Linked DNA regions of Sus scrofa: all the other regions are linked to region 3. Evidence: chromatin contacts called from public Hi-C data. All regions are on one chromosome and are shown on one strand. Each heading gives the region's core, a stretch centred on a gene start, on an enhancer-like site or on the middle of the called end of the contact. The rest is flanking DNA. Distances are from core to core; before and after follow the strand shown. Region 1 holds the start of AMMECR1L (AMMECR1-like protein). Region 2 has its middle 280 kb from the start of HS6ST1. Region 3 holds the start of HS6ST1 (heparan-sulfate 6-O-sulfotransferase 1).

Evidence for each region. A called contact is a pair of places that touch in the nucleus more often than the background predicts.
Region 1: a contact with region 3 is called in a Hi-C map of liver, with 3 times the contacts expected there. The contact joins the promoter of AMMECR1L here to the promoter of HS6ST1 in region 3. A contact is called at or near these places in 1 of 5 promoter capture datasets (fetal liver) and 2 of 47 Hi-C or Micro-C datasets (heart right ventricle and liver).
Region 2: a Hi-C map of embryonic fibroblasts shows a contact between it and region 3, with 2.1 times the contacts expected there. The contact joins the enhancer-like site here to the promoter of HS6ST1 in region 3. A contact is called at or near these places in 1 of 5 promoter capture datasets (liver), 4 of 47 Hi-C or Micro-C datasets (embryonic fibroblasts, epiblast stem cells and liver) and 2 of 2 datasets of contacts at active chromatin or transcription factors (alveolar macrophages and skeletal muscle).

The regions. Positions count from the first base shown.
Region 1 is chr15:59,450,925-59,454,477 of Sscrofa11.1, forward strand. It overlaps AMMECR1L (AMMECR1-like protein), which reads left to right and starts at 2,146. Exons shown (of 9, transcript XR_002339479.1): 1 at 2,146-3,080.
Region 2 is chr15:58,780,900-58,784,569 of Sscrofa11.1, forward strand. No RefSeq gene overlaps it. Among named protein-coding and RNA genes, the nearest start is that of HS6ST1, 280 kb to the right of the region's middle. Within about 2 kb of position 1,857, at least 20 of the 83 cell types and tissues checked have an H3K27ac peak or open chromatin away from gene starts, as enhancers often do. A contact at or near this core is called in alveolar macrophages and embryonic fibroblasts, where this site is marked.
Region 3 is chr15:59,064,573-59,067,877 of Sscrofa11.1, forward strand. HS6ST1 (heparan-sulfate 6-O-sulfotransferase 1) reads left to right here and starts at 1,876. Exons shown (of 2, transcript XM_003133399.6): 1 at 1,876-2,676. The coding sequence starts at 2,150.

The DNA.
Region 1 (3,553 bases), core at 896-3,395, 390 kb after region 3:
GTTCATGCACAGGGCTTGAGCCACTTAGCTTTCCCACAGTTCCCCTATCCCAACTATATTACGTTCCCACCACTTGCTGGTTTTCTTCTTCATTTAATTATTCAGGCTACAAAAAATTACCTTATGCCTACTATGTAACAGGTTTTTGCACTATATGCAGGAAATGAGAAAATAAATAAGACATAGCCACTTCCATCTTTATGGTAAAAATTGTCCTCTTCTTTCTTCTTCTTGTTCCTAATTTCACTCTATTTTTTTTTAAATCTTTTTCATCTTTGTAGGGCCACACTGGTGGCATATGGAGGTTCCCAGGCTAGGGCTCCAATCGGAGCCATAGCTGCCGGCCTACACCACAGCCACAGCAACTCGGAATCCGAGCCATGTCTGCAACCTACACCACAGCTCACGGCAACGCCGGATCCTTAACCCACTGAGCGAGGCAAGGGATGGAACATGCAACCTCATGGTTCCTGGTCGGATTCATTAACCACTGAGCCACGACAGGAACTCCTCACTCTGCTATTTTTGCATCAGTGCATACTATTGCTTTCTGATGTGAAGTGACCCCAAAGTGACTTTTTAAAAAGTCCTGCCTTTCAGTGTCAGTAAACAACAGCAGGTCCTACTTCTTGGTAAAATGCCTTTTGACAGCTCAAAGCAAGGTTTGTTTTTGTTTTAATTTGGGAGTGTTTCAAGTCCAACTTAGTTCCATCATTTACCTTCTGGCAGCTTGATAACCAGGGAGCAATAACTCCCTTATCTGTGAGCTGTTCAATGACAACATAGCACCACCCTGGGAGCAATAGACTAAGGCCCTTTTCCAGATTTCAAGACTTTCAGCTGGAAAGACTTTCACTATATGAAATTTATTCTGATTATTTTAAGTCAGGATATGATCCACTTATTCAGAAACCAACAAAGGAATGACCTCTGGCTTGCTGCCTCTAGCATTTCTGGCTCCAGGCCATATGATCATCTAATTTGTAGTTTTTCAGGCCTACAGAGGTTAGAAACTGGGAAAAGTGGAACTCAACAGCAGATAAGCACCTCCAGACCTTGACAGGAATTATGAAGACTGCTCTAAATGGCTTTTGTGGAAAAAAAAAAAAAAAAAACTGACCTCTTGTAGATCCCGTTGTAGCTCAGCAGTAACGAACCCGACTAGTATCCATGAGTATGAGAGTTTAATCCCTGGCCTCGCTCAGTGGGTTAAGGATCCGGCATTGCTGTGAGCTGCAGCAAAGGTCACAGATGTGCCTCAAATCTTGCGTTGTTGTTGCTGCGGCTGTGGTATAGGCCGGCAAGTGTAGCTCCCATTTGACCTCTAGCCTAGGAACTCCCATATGCCACAGGTGCGGCCCAAAAAAAGAAAGAAAAAAGTCACCTTCTTATTCTACAGCCATGTCTCTTCCTTCCACTGTTTTGCTCTGCCAGGTTCTCAGAGTTCCAGGTCCAAGGGGCACCAATCACTGTTTCCTCCCTTTTTTGCTGCCTACAGGTAATTTTGCTATAAGTCTGTAGTAGCAGATCTTACTATGCTTTAGTACATTATGCATTCTAGAGCAGAAGGTTTTTGCTGGAAAGCTTCACTGTTAGATATGATTTGCATTTTTTACTAGAGACTTTTCTTTGCTCTTGGAGGACAAACATGTTAAGGATTCCTTTCTGCGTAAACAGAATAGCAAAACACAGAACTGTCGATCTGTGGGCTTGAGTCTGTGTTCTCAACTAGACTGGCAATGCTTTAAAACAGGGCATGCCTTTGCTGCAGGGCCTAAACAGTTTGTAGTGGTTAGGGTGAGGGAGCAGGGCAGAAATGAGACTTTTAGTGCAACTCCATCTGTCACTATAATAAAAACGTTAAGTTGTCAAATTAAACACCAAATATTTGAAACGAGAATAATTTTCTATTAATTTTTTTTAATGTTTCTTGTATTGCTCTCTTTGAGGCCCTTGCCCTGCCAGTGCTGAGGTATCTGCCTAGTCGACCAAATGAATTAACCCTGCACTGTAGATAGTGGCCACTTGAGTCGTTTCTGGGCTGGGGACTGGGGTGGGGGTGGGGGTCAAGACCGAGATTTGGGCTCCTGACACCACCTAGGGTGGTCTGTCCTTTCCAGTACACGAGGAGGCTGGCACTGAGCCTGGAACTCCTTCTCAAAAGCCTGGCCGGATCCGATGGGTCTGCTGAATATAAGGCTGCTCCGAGCTACCCCTTCCTGGCTGCCTTCGAAGGCTTCGACTAGGTGGGGTGAAGCGACGCGAGCCTAACTGCTCCGGGAAAGCCGTGGGCGGCTGAGTGTTGGGCGGGAAAGGGCGGAGCGGCGAGGCTGGGCATCCCGGCTGCATCCCAAGCCGGTACCTGGGCCGCGTCACGGACAATGCCGCCGGCCCGGGCCGCACTACAATTCCCGACGCGCTCTGCGCTCGCTCGCAGAAGCCAAGGCAGCCCGGCCTGCACTGCGCCGACCGGCCTCACAGCCGGGAGCTTCGCTCCGCAGGCTCAGCGACCCGAGGGGTCCGACCCACCGGCCTCCTCCTGCCCCTCACCTCCCACCCGTCTTTATTTCAACCGCCTAGGCTTCTACCCCAAGAGTGGAAAGCAGCCTCCTAATTCAACCCGTGGAGTCGACTCCAGCCAATAATGTGCGCGAAGCTAGGCCACGTGACAGCAGCGGGGTGGTGCTCCAGAGGCTCTCCGATCTCTATGGTTTTGGCGACTAGCTAGAGGGCGTGTGGTCCACTGGAGGACTACCTACATTCTTCCTCCATTACCTCACTGCCTCCGGTGGCTGCTGGGATACCGGAAGACTCGGGTCCCGGCTCGGCTCAGTCCTCCAGCTGCCCGGGGAATACCTCTAGCAGTTCTTCCCTGCCGCCACCGCCGCCCCGCCGCTTCCTCCTCCGCCCGCCCCCGCCGGCCTTCTTCGCCCCGCCCCGTCCGCGCCGCGCGTCCGGCCCGTCTGCGGCCCGCTTCTCTCGCGAGCCCCCACCCAGGCGCATGGCTCCATGAAGCAGGAGGAGGAGGCAGAGCGCGAGAGGTCCCGTCTGCCCCGGCTGCGCCTGGGCCAGGAGAAAAGGTGGGAAAGTCGGTCCGCGCCGCGCCCTCCTCCCCCGTCCCCGCCAGGCCGTCCTCCCAGGGGCTGCCGCCGTGCGTGTCGGGCCTCCTCACCCCGAGGCGACCGGAGGGGCCGGCGAGTGGGTCCCCGGGGTTCGGGGTTCGGGTCCCGGGGCAGCATGGGGGAGGGGCTCTGGGGGCGGTGAAAGGAGGCGGCAGGGCGGGGCCTGCGGGCCGCGTGTGCGGGCGGGGAGCTAGTGGGTCGGAAGGCGTGCTGGGGAGGGGGTGAGTGGATGCCCCTGCCCCGGGCCGCGAGGCGAGGCCAGGCGAGGCTCCAGCTCCTTTCTGCACTCCCTCCAGGAAACAGTGGCGGGTCGTGTAAAGTTTGGTGGTCTCCGGCGCCGCCTGGCGGCCCTCGCCCACCGTCCCGCCGCCCCGCCGCCCCCTCCCCCGCCCGGCGTCTGGATTCCACCCCCGCGGCTCTGCCCTCTAAAC
Region 2 (3,670 bases), core at 607-3,106, 280 kb before region 3:
GAAAGTGGTGGATTTTTAACAATGTTCTGTTAAAGGGAGATGCTGATCCACAAAGACCCTAAGCTCTGCTTTGTTATCTCTCAGCCTACCCTGCACACTTCGGGCTTTAGGACTGTGTGCTAGGTAGGGTTTGCTCTTGTTCCCCTAGTGGCCCTCAGGTGTCTAGCCCACAGGAAGAGCTTGGACAATGTGAATGAACGAATGCATGAACCTAGTTCCTTCGTGGGCAGGAGCAGATTGCATTTTCAAGTGGCAGCACAATCTCTGTCATCCCATATCCTCCTCTCCCAGTGTGACTTTGACAATGAGAAGGTGGGGTCTTGTGCTTCCATTGCCTTGAAACTGGGAAGCTCTGGGACTATAGGGAGGTGATGCCATGTGACTTCCAAGGCTAGAGCACAAAAAGCAATACCACTTCCACCTGGTTCTCTGAGAGCCCATCTGCCATGCTGTGAGGAAGCCCAGAACAGCTACTCCAAGAGGCCACATGCAGAGGTGACCTTTATCTGCCTAGCTGAGGTCCCATTGACAGCCCACCTCACCCGCCAACATGTGAGCCTTCAGATGATTTCAGCCCCAGCCGTGGTGGAACAGAGCCCCACCCCCCATCCCATGTCCTATCTGGACTCCTGACCCACAGAATCATGAGCATAAATTGATGGGAAGTGTACACCACTGAGTTAAGGGGGCTTGTGACACAGCACAGGTATCCATCTCAGGTGCAGAGGTGGGAAAGATGTCATTCACGCAGGCCTGGAAGGACAGCAACTGAGGGGGGACAAAGGGGCTAGAGGGGCCTGAGAGGGCAGCAGAAGGGGACTCCCACCAGAACACACATGCCCCATTTTCCCAAGATGGAGGGCTGGGAGAAGAAAGGAGGAGGCACTGGGAGGGCAGCAGGGTCCAAGGCCAGCCCCTCCTGTGCTCTCCAGGGCAGGCTCGGGGACCAGAGCCCAGCCAGCCTGTGTAGCCACTGACCCATCTTTCCAGGGCCAGAGGCTGGGCACACAGGCCCAGGGGACAAGGCACTGCCATACAAGGAGGGAGCCTAGAGGAGACCACTGGAGAGGCCAGGTGGGGAGGTCTGAGGCCTCCAGCTCCCGGGCAGGAACAATTTTTCCTCCCAAGACCTGGAAAGGGCAGCAAGGGCCTCTTAGACCAGACCAGGACCTTTAGGGAGGGCGCTTTGGAGGAGGCAAACCAGGGCTTCTCCTGCGGGGATAGCCCTGGCCCCTCTGAATCTAAGCATTTACCAGTAAAGGTGGTGGCACCACCTTGGCGGTTAGAAAAGGCACTTATGCTAATTCATGCTTGCAGAGACTGGCTGGCACACCCCGAATGCCTGTTGCCTCCCCTTCCTGAGAACCAGAGAAGTCAGAGAAAGGAGGAGAAATCAGCAGCCCAGGAGGTCCTGCCTGAGGTGCAGGAAGCCTCCAGGACCTCAGGGCAGGCGACCAGCTGGGAAGGCACATGTTTACTCAGCATTATCCCTGAGGGCCGCTGGGGAGAGCTCGGTCTCCAGCAGTCCCTCCCTCTCCTAAGAGAACAGCCGAGTGTGTGGTCGGCCAGGCTGCATATTCCTATCAAGAGGCACATTTCCACATGCTCATCCTCAGCCTTCCTGTTGCAGAGGCACCACACATCCCTGCACCCTCTTCACACACCTCAGAGCCCTGGGTACTGTTTCTGGAAGGGTTCTGCAGGGGGCCTCCTACCCCCGAACTGCCCAGTGGCTCCCAGTGCTGTCATCCTGTACCCATGACTTTTTACCAGATGACTTATTCCATCACCCCACAACTTGCAGAGTTCATTTTGACGTAATTGTTTTCACATCCCCGGCTGCATGCCTGTGGAAAATGCAGAAGCTTGCAATCAGGAATGAGTCAGAGCTCCAGTTCCTGGGCACAGAGCAAAGGGCCCACACAAGCCAACTGGAAAAAAAGGAAGGAAGGAAAGAAAAGGCACCACAGAAAGCAGAAGGTCCAGTGCAGTGTGAAGGAACATATTCAGAGATTCCTACACTTGGGGTCGGAACCTGTGAGGGAGGGGCATTATTCTGCCTGCATTCAGTCACCAGCTGAAAGTAACTGAGTGAACAGAAGGGGATCCCAGGGGCTGGTGCCACAGCAGCTCAGGTCTCCCTAATGCCGAAGTCTACAAAAGGCTGACTTGACCCTGTCGAGCTCTTCTGAAGATGGGAAGCCCGGTGATGTTCACTCCACCTGCCCCGTGGCCAGCCATGGAATGTGTGCCTCTCCTGTGGTCCCCTGCTAGGCCATTGGCTACCACTTACCTGTGGAACCTAAAATATGGCGTAAGCAAAGCTATCTACAAAACAGAAATGGACATAGAGAACAGACTTGGGGTTGCCAAGGGGGAGAGGGAGGCAGGGGGATGGACTGGGAGTTTGGGTTAGTAGATGCAAAATATTACATTTAGAATGGATAGGCAATGAGGTCCTACTGGAGAGCACAGGGAACTATATCCAATCTCTTGGGATAGACCGTGATGGAAGATAATATAAAAGGAATGTATATATATGTATGACAAGGTTACTTTGCTATACAGCAGAAATTGACACAACACTATAAGTCAACTACACTTTATTAAAAATTAAAAAAATAAAAATAAAGCCTTTTGTGACATTTCAGGAAATTCTACAGTTTTCCCATTCCTAGTCTTCAATAGCTTTGACTGTCTCCTCCCACTAAATTCTTTCTCTTATCTCTGGGATTTCTCATTTCAAAGTCATGTAGCTGTCCATGATTACATGATTAAATACCAAACTTAGCCCCTTCTCTTGATCTAGACACACCCAAAAGGCATATACCATCAAATACATGCATAGGCCCTTCTGGGCAGCAGGGTTTTGGATCATCTGGGAAGACAGGTGGCCCCCTGTGACGGCATAGAAGCCCTTGCCACAGCGCAGTACATGTTCCTGGGCTGAAAAGTCTTTCAACCAGGCCATCCCAGGATGACTCTTCCCTCCAGTCTCCCTCAAGTCCCCACTCCTCAAAGCCAGTCCTTACCTTGGCTTAGGCAAAGCACCTCCACTCTGCATTCCACTCCTTCCCCAACCATCCCCCCAAAGGACTCGCTCAGGGCACCTGAAGCCCCTTCCTCCTCCCAGTTCTGCCTCCAGCATGGGGGTGGGGTGTCAGACAGTTAGGGTGCCTCTGGGTACTAGAAACAAAACAGTGACCACCATGGTTTTAAATGTGTGTTGTGTTTTTTGGCAAGAAGTCTGCAACTGAGTGGTTCCGAGACTCATTCTGTGGTTCCAACCCATCAGGGGCCTGGGGCACTCGATCTTTTCCTCAAGAGTGAAGAATGGCTGTATTGCATCCTCACAAAAATGAAAGCAGGAAGAAAGGCAGATGGTGGCAGAAAGCCTTCTTCCCAGGAGGCTCAATGGTTTTACCAGGGACGAAAACACTTTCCCAGAAGCCCGCAGCTGACTCCCTCAAGCCTCATTCTCTAGAGCTGAGTTATATGCCCACCCCTGAACCAGCCCTTGTTGGAGAAGTGGGATTATTAGATTGACTGGAACTAACTGTGAGGCCCCCATCAGTCTGCTCCCCCCTGTTCCCCATCCCATAAACACAATGCCGAAGCTGATACCCAAACAAAGAGGAGTTCTTGTGAAGGAGCCATGGCTGCAGTGCAA
Region 3 (3,305 bases), core at 626-3,125:
TGAATTAGACTAGTATACACAAGGACGAGGGTTCGATCCCTGGCCTCACTCAGTGGGTTAAGGATCTGGCATTGCTGTGGCTGTGGCGTGGGCCAGCAGCTGCTTCTCTGATTTGACCTCTAGCCTGGGAACTTCCATATGCTGTGGGTGCGGCCTAAAGAGACCAAAAAAAAAAAAAAAAATGTCAGTTATGATTCAACACTTGGTAGAGGATTGTCCTCTGGGGAAGGACGCCCACTGAGTTGACCCAGGGCAGCTGTGCCCTCCAGGCTTGAGCTGCTGCCTGCTGGGCGGTGAAGGAAGACTTCTCCGGCCAAAACAAGGTCAAGTGACAACAGACAGAAGCAGGTGACTCCAGGCTCGCCACTGTGCCAGCCCAGCCCCCACTCCTGACAAGAATGAGTCCTTGCTGGAGAAGTCTGACCCAACCACCCACAAGGCTTCCTGGGCCAGGTACAACTTTAAAGCAGTCACAGGATGGGAGGGGACTTTGGGGCCCCAGGTCACACCAGGGACTGGTCACCCCACCCCACCCACCTGCAACAGGCCCTTGGTCACTGTGTATTGTGCTCAGTGGGTATGCCTTCAGCCACTTCTGACAATTGCATGCTCCCTCCTGAGTTGGATTTTGGGGTGTCATTGGTTGTTTTTCCAGTTCTCCAGGTTTGCTTCCAGAAGAGATTTCTGGTGTGATTCAATATATTTTCAAGAGCTTTACTGAAATATAATGGACACAATAAAACCTCACAACCCCTTCTCCCCCATGCTTTCAGGACCTACAACAGAATGGAAACCACTGGGAGCCCCAAAAAGGGGGTGATGTGGGCATCTGATCCCAGGCCAGGCAGCCCAGGTTCGATGGAGACCACTTGGCCTGAGTTCAAAAACAAGGGACCAGCCCAGAGACCCAGGGGCGCTGAGAGTCTCAGCAGGTCATTTTATATCCCGACCCACCTCCTGTTCTGTGCAATTCCTGGCAGTGTGGGTTCCAGAGGTTCTGGCCCAGGGCCCAAGATGGAAGGAGGTGGAGGGCAAGCTGGGCTAAAGCAGACAGGGACATTCGGTCCCAAAGCGGACGGGACAGGGCGCCAGATCCACTGACCCACCTTCCAAAGCCAGAGGTTGGGGTGTTCTTGTGGACCCTCACAATTTTAAATATTGGCTCAACTTTTTCTAACTTCTTCCTTGGGATCTGAATAAACCTGGAGGGAAAAAATGCACATTGGTTAAAAGCCCTTTGAAAGAATGAGGGACTGCATAAAGCTCCCAAAGCTTCCGCGGACCCTTCGGCATCTCTCCAAGAGGGCCTCTGGGTCATTGTCCCACAGCCACGGTGGGGGGAGGGGGAAGAGAGTCTGACCACTGCCCTTAGACCCAGGCCCCCTACCGTCCCTTTTTCTCCTAGACCGCTCCCCCAGCCTCACATCCCATCAAATCTATTCCCCCCCCCCCCCCCCGCTTTTGGAACTTCAGAACATCCAGTGTGCAAAGTCAAGGTTTTCCCTCCACTGAAGCAGGGACAGGGACCCAGGCCCCAAAGCACCGGCCGCCACGGGGCCCCCTCCAGCCCAGAAGGTCAGTGCGCGCCCGCTACACGTTTCCCCAGCCGTTCTCCACGCCTCTGTGAACGGAAAGACAGACCCCGCTGCCCGCCTCGGAGCTGCCTAGCCGAGGCCGGAGACCCGCGTCGCGGAAGCTGGGTGCCGGCCTGCAGCTCTGAGCTCTGGGGGCGGGGCCCAGGTTCGCGCGGGCGGCGACGGCAAGAGGAGCGGCGGGGGCGGGCCGGGGGCGGGCAGGGGCGGGGCGGCGGCGGACTGCGGAGACGCGGCGGCGCGCTGGGCGGCGCAGAGCGTTCTCGGCGCGGCGCGGCGCGGAGCGGAGTGGCCGGCGCGGGGCCGCGGGGGGCGCGGGCCGGGGCCGGGCCGGAGCCGAGCCGGAGCCAAACTGGGGTCGGACTGGGGATCGGGGGCCGGGTGGAGAACAGCCATGGCGCCACGCAGGGCCGCGGCCCGCGCCGCTGCGGGCGGCCTGGGCGCCGAGTAGCCGGGCCGGGCCGGAGCGCGGGCGGCGGCGGCAGAGGCAACTGCTCCCGCGCCCCCCGCCCTCCAGGCCCCGCGCCCCGCGCCCGGGCTGCCGGCAATGGTGACACATGCGGCGGCGGCGCGCTGGCAGCAGGACCATGGTTGAGCGCGCCAGCAAGTTCGTGCTGGTCGTGGCGGGCTCGGCGTGCTTCATGCTCATCCTCTACCAGTACGCGGGCCCGGGGCTGAGCCTGGGCGCGCCCGGCGGCCGCGCGCCGCCCGACGACCTGGACCTCTTCCCCACGCCCGACCCGCACTACGAGAAGAAGTACTACTTCCCGGTGCGCGAGCTGGAGCGCTCGCTGCACTTCGACATGAAGGGCGACGACGTGATAGTCTTCTTGCACATCCAGAAAACGGGCGGCACCACCTTCGGCCGTCACCTCGTGCAGAACGTGCGCCTCGAGGTGCCCTGCGACTGCCGGCCCGGCCAGAAGAAGTGCACCTGCTACCGGCCCAACCGCCGCGAGACCTGGCTCTTCTCCCGCTTCTCCACGGGCTGGAGCTGCGGACTGCACGCCGACTGGACCGAGCTCACCAACTGCGTGCCCGGCGTGCTGGACCGCCGCGACCCCGCCGCGCTGCGCACGCCCAGGTGAGCGCCTGCCACCGATCCCGCCGTCGGGCCAGGGCGGCGGAGTGCCAGCTGGCGGCCGGGCCCGGACCCCCGCCGGGCGGTCCTGGGCCGGCCCTTCCCACCGTGCCCCTCTCTCCTGCCCTCTCGGGGGCCCCCATTCGCCGCAGCCCCTCTGGACCCCTTCCTGACCTCGAGGTGCCCCAGTTGGTCTGCTGCGGCCCGTTGTGGTCCCTGCGCTCTGATTCCGCTCTCACCTCCTCCTCCGTGCCTCTTTACTTTTCCCCACCGCTCGCAGAGCTGCACAGCGCCCGGGCTTCCCGGGGCCCCCGCCCCAAGACCGCGCTGGCAGTCCAGGCTGGCCTATCCTCGGATGGGAACACGCGTTCCTCTGTGTGTGAAGGCCACCTGGTGTGCCACCCTCACTGTTCCGCTCCAGTCCACATCGGAAGTGAGAGAAGTGAAGCGCCCCCCTTCCACGCCCCCCCCCCAGCCAGTCTATCTTGAGAGGGCTGGGGAGGAGCTGCCAGAGGAGGGGGTTGGCTCAGCCTTGCCCAAGTGGCAGGTAGAACAAAGGCCCTAGTGTCACCTGGGGCTGGGGGCGGGGAGGAGGCAGGACTGCCTGCCCCTAAGAGGTGGGCCAAAACGAG